Linked DNA regions of Callithrix jacchus: region 1 is linked to region 2. Evidence: chromatin contacts called from public Hi-C data. All regions are on one chromosome and are shown on one strand. Each heading gives the region's core, a stretch centred on a gene start, on an enhancer-like site or on the middle of the called end of the contact. The rest is flanking DNA. Distances are from core to core; before and after follow the strand shown. Region 1 overlaps TRPM4 (transient receptor potential cation channel subfamily M member 4). Region 2 holds the start of SNRNP70 (small nuclear ribonucleoprotein U1 subunit 70).

Region 1 (4,124 bases), core at 1,017-3,516, 110 kb before region 2:
CCTGGCCTAGGTGACCTAATCGGGGTGACCCCATGTTTCATTGCTCATGACCCTATCACTATCCTTAAAGATGATTTCACTCACTGCCCTGCCCCCTAACCTATGCACAATAAATACTCACGCTTCTGGACATTCAGGGCCTTGCCTGAATCCGCTCATAGGTGGTGTGGCCCCCTGAGCTCAGCTGGGTTTTCCTTGTACTTCTGTGTCCTGTCTCTTTATTTCTCAGATCCTGCACCTCAGCACAGCATAAGGCTCACCCCATGACCCTGTGGGGCCCTCAGCCCTACAGAAGGGAGGAAGGGAGACAGGAGGAAGGAGAGAAGGAGGGAGGGAGGGAGGAAGGAGTGAGGGAGGGAGGAAGGAAAGAAGGAAGGAAGAAAGGAGCAGGGCAGAGAGGAGGGAGAGCGGAGGGAGAGATGGAGGGAGGGAAGGAGGGAGAAAGGAAGGAGGGAGGGATGAAGGAAGAAGGGAGGGATGAAGGAACGAGGGAGGGAGTGAGGGATGGAGGGAGGAGGGAGGGACGGAGGGAGGAGGGAGTGAGGGATGGAGGGAGGAGGGAGGGAGGGACAGAGGAAGGAAGGAGGGAGGGAGTGAGGGAGGGAGGGAGGAAGGAGGAAGGGAGGGATGGAGGAGGGAGTGAGGGATGGAGGGAGGAAGGAGGGAGGGAGGGAGTGAGGGAGGGAGGGAGGAAGCTGCTGCTGTGCCATCCTCATTAAGGTGATTACCACTTTACTACTACTTGGGCTGGTGAGAACTAACAGCATCTTCCAGAGAAGTCCCGGTCGTGGCACCACACTTGGCAATGTTTCAGAGCTACTCTGCACCCACAGTGACAGATACTTGGCTCTCCTCCAATTGGGAGGAAGGATGTTTTGCGTTTGATTCTTGGATGTGTTGGTTGTTGGTGGCTTTCTTGCTATTTAATAATTGCTGTCAGTTCAGCCTTGTCATTACCAGTTTAGCTTGTTACCAGTTATTTAAACTGCATGTATAATCATGCCTATTTGCCCCACCCCTGCGTGTGCCTGGCCTGCAATTTCCCACCAATTAGACTCTTTAAAGACACGTATGCATTTATCCAAATTTGCGTCCTCCGTTTCCCTATTGCCAAAGCAGATGTACACAACACCCGCCCAGCCCCTCTCCAGGAGATAATTCACTATGATCACTGAGTTCTTTTTCCACTGGAAAGCTGAAACTGGGTGGGAGGGGGTACACATGGGGTCCTGTCCTACAGAAGTGACAGCTGCCAGAACCGTGCAGACAGAAGGTGCTGGGTCTCAGTCAGGCAGAAACACTAAGCCTGAGAGGAAGAAAGGGACTCCAAAATAGCAGCAGCAAACCCACCAAGAACCCCAAACCCACCACCCCAGCTCCAGCCCCCCTCCTGGAAGGGTCTAGTCCCCCACCAGTTCCCCCAAGAATCAAGCCTCCGGACACGATTCCCATCAGATGGCTTTATTTCCCCAGTGTGAGGAATCTGCGAGTGGGGTCTGTGGTCCCCGTTACCCCAAGGACCCTCCAGCCTGTCCCTGGACTACAGCCGGGTCTCCAGGACTTCCTCCTCCCAGGCTTCGGCTGGTTCTGGGAGGAGCTGCATGCTGTGGTTGGTATGGATGACACTCCCAAAGGTGGTCCCGACAGCGGCCCAGATGGGCGCGGGGCTCACCTCAAGTACAAGGCCACCAGGTGCAGGGGCGGAGGCCCAGATGAGCCTTACTCTGGGAGCAAAACCCTAGAGCGGGCTTCTCCTTGAAGTCCGCCAGCAGGGCTCAGTCTAGGGGGAAGACAGAGGAAAGAACAGGTGATTGGCGGGGAAAGGGGGAGAGAAAAACTGGGGGACTGGCAAAAAAAGAAGAAACACGAAGACAGGAGGACAAAATGCCCAAAGGAGACCAAGAGTGACCCAGGGCCACTGGAAAGGCGCCGAGAGAGAAAAACGCAAAAATACAGGAACAGAGGCTGGAGATGCACAGGCTCATCCTACACACTGACCTTTGGGCCCAGGCAGATCGGGGGGTGGCGGCCCTCCTGGGGGCAGCAAGGCAGAGCGGCTCAGGGCCTCGGCCATCCACCCCAGGACGCGGCTACAGTGCTGGACCTGGGGAGCAGGAGGGATGTCAGAGCAGGAGACCGAACCCCTGCCAGACCCCCGCCACAGTCCCCCAGCCAGGCCCCAAGCCCTAACCTCCCGCTCCAGCACTTTCAGGCGCTGTTCGTACTCGCGGATGTGTCCCAGCTGTTTCAGCGCATTGTCCACCCTGCGAAGGGAAGGCCTCTTATTGGGGGCACCCGCAGCCCACCCACGCCCGAAGCTCCGCCTGCTTCCCGGCCTCTTTCCTCCGTCCCAGCGCCCTGCCCCCAGGCTCCACCCTCTTCCCGGCTCCGTGTAAACCCCACCTCTTTTCTCCGCTCGGCGAACGTCGGGATCCCCCAAGGCCAGAAGCCCCGCCCCCGACCAGGCCCACCCCTCACTTCTGCGACGTGCGCTTCAGACGCTCGGAGTCGCTGTCCCGCTTGTCCCGAGCGCGTGCCAGCAGGAAGTTCTCCTTTTGCACCGATTCCCAAGTCAGCAGCTTCCGCTCGGCTTCCTTAGAAAGAGGGACTCCTGCAGGGGCGGACAGAGTTAGAGAGCTCAGGCCACGCCCCTTCCCAAGCCCAGCCACCCCATCAGAGCACCCTCTCCCACACCCGTCCCCAGGTGTTTCGAGAACAGGCCCCGCTCCTCACCCGTAAGCCCAACCCTCAGTACTTAAGCACCGACCCGTGCTGCTTAACCCCGCCCCTCACTCTTAGGCCACGCCCACTAGTCATTAGGGGCATGCCCCCATCCCCTCGCCTTCCAGGCTCCCGGTCTCTTGTATTTTTCCTTTTTAAGCCAAGCTCTGTTCTCACGGAAATCCCCGATGACCGCCTGGGTGCTCCGGGAGCTCCGGCACAATTTCCTGAGCAGGAGGCGCGAGTGGGAGATGATGATAAGGGGCGGGGCCAGCGCGGGCCGAGAGTGGAATTCCCGGATGAGGCGGTAGCGTTGCGACTTCCAGTAGAGGTCGCTGTTGCCCTGTACTTTGCCGAACGTGTAGCTGCAGAGGCGAGAGGTCAAAGTCAAAGGTCACTTCAGGTCAGAGCCCTGCCCCCGGAGGGGTGGGGGGCAAGGTTGGATGCCAGGTAATAATTGTTCAAAGTCCATCGCAGCGGACAAAAGTCAAGATCACTAAAGTCACAGGTTACAGGATGCGATCAGAAGTCAGGTTAGGGCAGGGCACTGTGGCTCACGCCTGTAATCCTAGTACTTTGGGAGACTGAGGTGGGTGGATTACCTGAGGTCAAGAGTTCTAGACCAGCCTGGCCAAGATGGTGAAACCCCATCTCTACTAAAAATACATAAAATTAGCCGGGTGTGCTGGCACGCGCCTATAGTCCCAGCTGCTTGGGAGGCTGAGGCAGGAGAATCGCTTGAACCTGGGAGGCGGAAGCTGCAGTGAGCCGAGATTGCGCCACTACACTCCAGCCTGGTGACAGAGGGAGACTCCATCATAAATAAATAAATAAATAAAATTTAAAAATAAAATCACCCAGGTGTGGTGACACGTAAGTGTAGTCCCAGCTACTTAGGAGGCTTAGGCGGGAGGATCACTTCAGCCCAGGAGCTTGAGGCTGCATATGTGAAGTTATGTCTCATTTCTGGTGTTTTGGTAGACACAGCAGCCTCGCTATGTTGCCCATGCTGGTCTCAATGTCTTGGGCTCAAGCAATCCTCCCACCTCAGCCCCCTAAAGTGCTGGGATTACAGGTATGAGCCACTACGCCCAGCTGGATGACTATAATTTTTACAAAAGAGCCGGGCGCGGTGGCTCATGCCTGTAATCCCAGCACTTTGGGAGGCCGAGGCGGGTGGATCACGAGGTCAAGAGATTGAGACCATCCTGGTCAACATGGTGAAACCCCGTCTCTACTAAAAATACAAAAAACTTAGCTGGGCACGGTGGTGCATGCCTGTAATCCCAGCTACTCAGGAGGCTGAAGCAGGAGAATTGCCTGAATCCAGGAGGCGGAGGTTGCAGTGAGCCGAGATCCTGCTATTGCACTCCAGCCTGGGTAACAGGAGCAAAACTGTGTCT
Region 2 (3,861 bases), core at 230-2,729:
GCCACAAGTCCACTTTAAAAAAAAAAAAAAAAAAATTTTTTTTAAGAGATGAGGTCCTGTTCTGTCACCGAGGCCGGAGTATAGTGGCGCAATCACAAAGCAATCCAGCCTCCAACTCCTGGGCTCAAGCAATCCTCCCACCTCAGCCTCCTGAGTAGCTGGAACTACAGGTGCACTCGACCACACCTGGCTCCAACCCCATTTAAAACAGGGAAACTGAGGATCACAAAGATGAAGCCAGTCGCTTAAATCACACAGCTAGCAAATCCAGTCAGAGGCTGGACTCCCAGATCCAATCCTTGCACCCCACAACCCAAACCATTCCTGGCCTGCTCAGTGAACTCACCTCAAACTCTCGAATGTACGGCGCAATGCCACAGTAAGGTTGATTGTGGTGTTTTTCATGTGGCAGTTTCTCCAGGGGTGGCAGGTATGGGATAGGGTCACGGGGGGCAAAAAGGGCCAGAAGGTTGGGCGGCAGGAACTGGGTCATCTTGCCAAGTCTGAGAGCAGAAGCAGGACAGCCTTAGGTTAGATTGGGTCTGCACAGAGAAAGCCCCTATTTGTCCCCTGACTCTCAAAAAAAAAAAAAAAAAGAAAAAGAGAGAAAACAGGAGTAAAGTCTCGGAATTCGAAGAGGCTCTGAAAGGGCAGAGAACCGTCCTACGCTAGAAGAGAAAAGGGCATCTCTTGGTGGGGGTGGAGGTGAAAATCAGGCCCGTAAAGGAAACAAAAAACAAAGGCTGGAAAAGGGTTCCTGAGCAGTGAGGTCTCAGAGTCCTGACCCACGAGCTGTGTGGCGGAGAGCTTCCCTGGGGATTTCTGGGGGAATCAAGGACCCGAGAAAGGAGGCACAGAGCAGTTGTGGCTGGCTGCTCGTCTCGTATCTTGGAGGACAAATTATGAGATGCGGTTTGCAGAGGCCTGGAGGTCTGAAGTCTCCGGGCAAAGAGAAACATAAGCAGCGAAGCCCCAAAGCCAAGCGCCTGTGGGTAACAGACCTGGGCGCCCCCAAGACGAAAGGAATTATGGGTAAAGGTCCAGGACAACATGGAAAGACGAAAAAGAAAAAAGGCCATACACCGCAAGGGCCTGTGGGTAGGGGACCTAGGACGCTACGGGAAGCAGGCGTGGGTGCGCAGAGGGCTCGGGTTTCGGGAAAGGGATGCAGAAGGGACCTGCAGCAGGGGACGCGGCAAAGGGGCCTGGCTGCAGGTAAAAGTACCGGGGCCCACCGCAGGGGCTTGTGGGTAGCGGCCCAGCACCCCGGACCACTCGGCCACACTCACTCGCCGCGCGGCGCCCTCCTGGGTCTGGCGTCGGTCCGGAGGCTCGGGGCGGCTGCGGCGGCCCCTCAGCAACAAGAACTTCCGCTTTGGCTTCCACTCCGACGGCGTCCGCGTCTGCCTGACTCCCTTGCCCGCGCAGCGAGCGCACAAGGCCGCTGCTCAACAACCCGCGCGGCCTCAGCTACCGACTGGAGCAGGGGGTGGGTCTCGACCTGAAATCCCTCCGCCGTCAGCACTGCGCATGCGCCGCGAGAGGCCAAGACCTACCCACACACCAGGCCCAGGAGCCGTCGCTGGCAAAGCGCACGCGCGAGGTCACTACCCCGCCTTCGGGCACCTTGAGTACCTCAGTCTCCTGGAGCTGGCGTCTGCGCTGCGCGCGCGCGCTCAGCCCCAAGCCGCCCCTCCACCTGCCGCTTTCCGCTCCGAACCGCCTATGTCCACGAGACTCTCTCTGACGCTCCGCCCCTTTCCCGATCACACTTCCCTGATTTTTTTCGCGCATGCGTGTTGTGTAGAGTACTGTAACGTACCTCTCCGCCGCCTAGCAAAGAGTCCCTAAGTGAATAGCCTGATTGCGTTGATGTCTAATCTATTCAATCAACTGCTCATCGAGCATCTCGTATGTGCTAGGCACTGTCTGGGCTTTGGGGGCTACAGCACGTGACTAAAGCAAAGTCTTCTCCTGCTTGGGCTTACATTGTACTGAGGGAGACAATAAAAGCGCTTGACTGAATAAAGATAGTTTAAGGGCTGGGCCCGGTGGCTCACTCCTGTAATCCCATCACTTGGGAGGCCGAGGCAGGCGGATCACCCGAGATCAATTGTTCGAGACCAGCATGGCCAACATGGTGAAACCCCGTCTCTACAAAAAAATACAAAAATTGGCCGGGCATGGTGGTGTGAGCCTGTAACCTCAGCTACTCTGGAGGCTGAGGCAGAAGAATCGCTTGAACCCAGGAGCCAGAGGTTGCCCTGAGCAGAGATCACCGCCATTGCACTCCAGCCTGGGTGACAAGAGCGACACTCTATCTTAAAATAATAATAATAATTTGAGATGGTGACCAGCATAATAAAGAAGGACAGAGCAGAGTAAAGGGATGGGAAGTGAGAGTGAGGCCATTTTATAAAGGGTGATAACGGAAGGCTCCTCTGAAGTGTCATTTGAACAAAGGCCAGATAGAAGCAAGATCGGGGGACGGGGAGGGTTAACAGCAGGCGCAAAGGTCCTGAACTGGGACCAGATGGCAGGAATCTCAGGTTGTTGGCCGTGAGATCAGAGAGCTGGCATTTATTTTATTTAAGGCCCTGTTGTTAAGTATTGCATTTTAAGTTTTGTGGATGGATTCAATAGCCTGTTTAATAACTATAGAAATTATTGCAAAATTCAAATGACTAATTTTCAAGAAAAAGGCCAGCAACTCAGGAGGCTGAGGCAGGAGAATCGCTTTAACCTAGGAGGCAGAGATTGCAGTGAGCTGAGATCGTGCCATTTCACTCCAGTCTGGGCAACAAATTGAGACTCACTTTCCAAAAAAAAAAAAAAAAAAAAAATGCCAAGTGCATTGGCTCATGCCTGTAATCCTAACACTTTGAGAGGCTGAGGTGGGTGGATCATGAGGTAAGGAGTTCAAGACCAGGCTGACCAACATGGTGAAACCCTGTCTCTACTAAAAAATACAAAAATTAGCTGGGCATGGTGGCTCCTACCTGTAATCCCAGCTACTTGGGAGGCTGAGGTAGGAGAATTGCTTGAACCAGGACCCAGGAGACGGAGGTTGCAGTGAGTTAAGATCACACCACTGCACTCCAGCCTGGGCTACAGAGTGAGACTCTATCTCAAAACAAATGCTCTTTCTTCTCTTCCACGTTGCCAGTTTGTGATTTTTCCAAACTTTTCTGCTGTGCTGCTTCCTATTTATGTATGTATTTATTTTCCAGAGACAGGGTTTCACTGTGTCACCCAGGCTGGTGTGCAGTGGCTATTCGCTGTGTCACCCAGGCGGTGTACAGTGGCTATTCACTGCCATGATCCCACTCACGTCGATCAGGAGTTTTGACCCGCTCCATTTCCAGCCTTAGGCTAGTTCACCCCTTGCCAGGCAACCTGGTAGTCTCCCGCTCCTGGGAGGTTACCATATGGAAGCCAAACTTAGTACGGACACCCAGTTGCTGGGGGGGACGGCAATGGAAGGAGGGCTCACAGAGTGCCTCTGTAAAATAGCTGCAAACGGTGGGAACAGTAAAAAGCAGCAAACTGCCCGGCCTCTGGGGAGGCAGACGTCCCCAAGCCTTCTTGTTCCACGTGCAGAGTGACCTTGACTCTGTAACAGTACATAACACGCTCAAGGGCTTTAAACCCTTTTGCAGCATTACAAAGTAACCAGACTTGTAGGCCCACCAGCTACGTTGTCTATTGGTAAGCATACGTTTTTAGCGCTTGAGAAACTCACATGAACTGCCACTGTTAACAGTTATGTGTTTCATGCACAGCCTCCCTCCACCGACTCACCCTGCCGCCTGCACTACAGATAATAGCGATCGTGTTCAGTATATACTGGGCCTTCACTGC

Evidence for each region. Hi-C and Micro-C count contacts between places; a contact is called where the count stands out from the background.
Region 1: a Hi-C map of skeletal muscle shows a contact between it and region 2, with 4 times the contacts expected there. The contact joins the enhancer-like site here to the promoter of SNRNP70 in region 2. A contact is called at or near these places in 2 of 3 Hi-C or Micro-C datasets (both in skeletal muscle).

Annotation. Positions count from the first base shown.
Region 1 is chr22:43,012,288-43,016,411 of calJac240_pri, reverse strand. TRPM4 (transient receptor potential cation channel subfamily M member 4) reads right to left here. Exons shown (of 25, transcript XR_013530834.1): 21 at 2,843-3,086; 22 at 2,479-2,611; 23 at 2,192-2,264; 24 at 1,999-2,104; 25 at 1,446-1,780. Among named protein-coding and RNA genes, the nearest start is that of TRPM4, 44 kb to the right of the region's middle. Within about 2 kb of position 2,266, at least 16 of the 16 cell types and tissues checked have an H3K27ac peak or open chromatin away from gene starts, as enhancers often do. A contact at or near this core is called in skeletal muscle, where this site is marked.
Region 2 is chr22:42,898,750-42,902,610 of calJac240_pri, reverse strand. It overlaps SNRNP70 (small nuclear ribonucleoprotein U1 subunit 70), which reads right to left and starts at 1,479. Exons shown (of 10, transcript XM_078359391.1): 1 at 1,286-1,479; 2 at 347-503. The coding sequence starts at 493.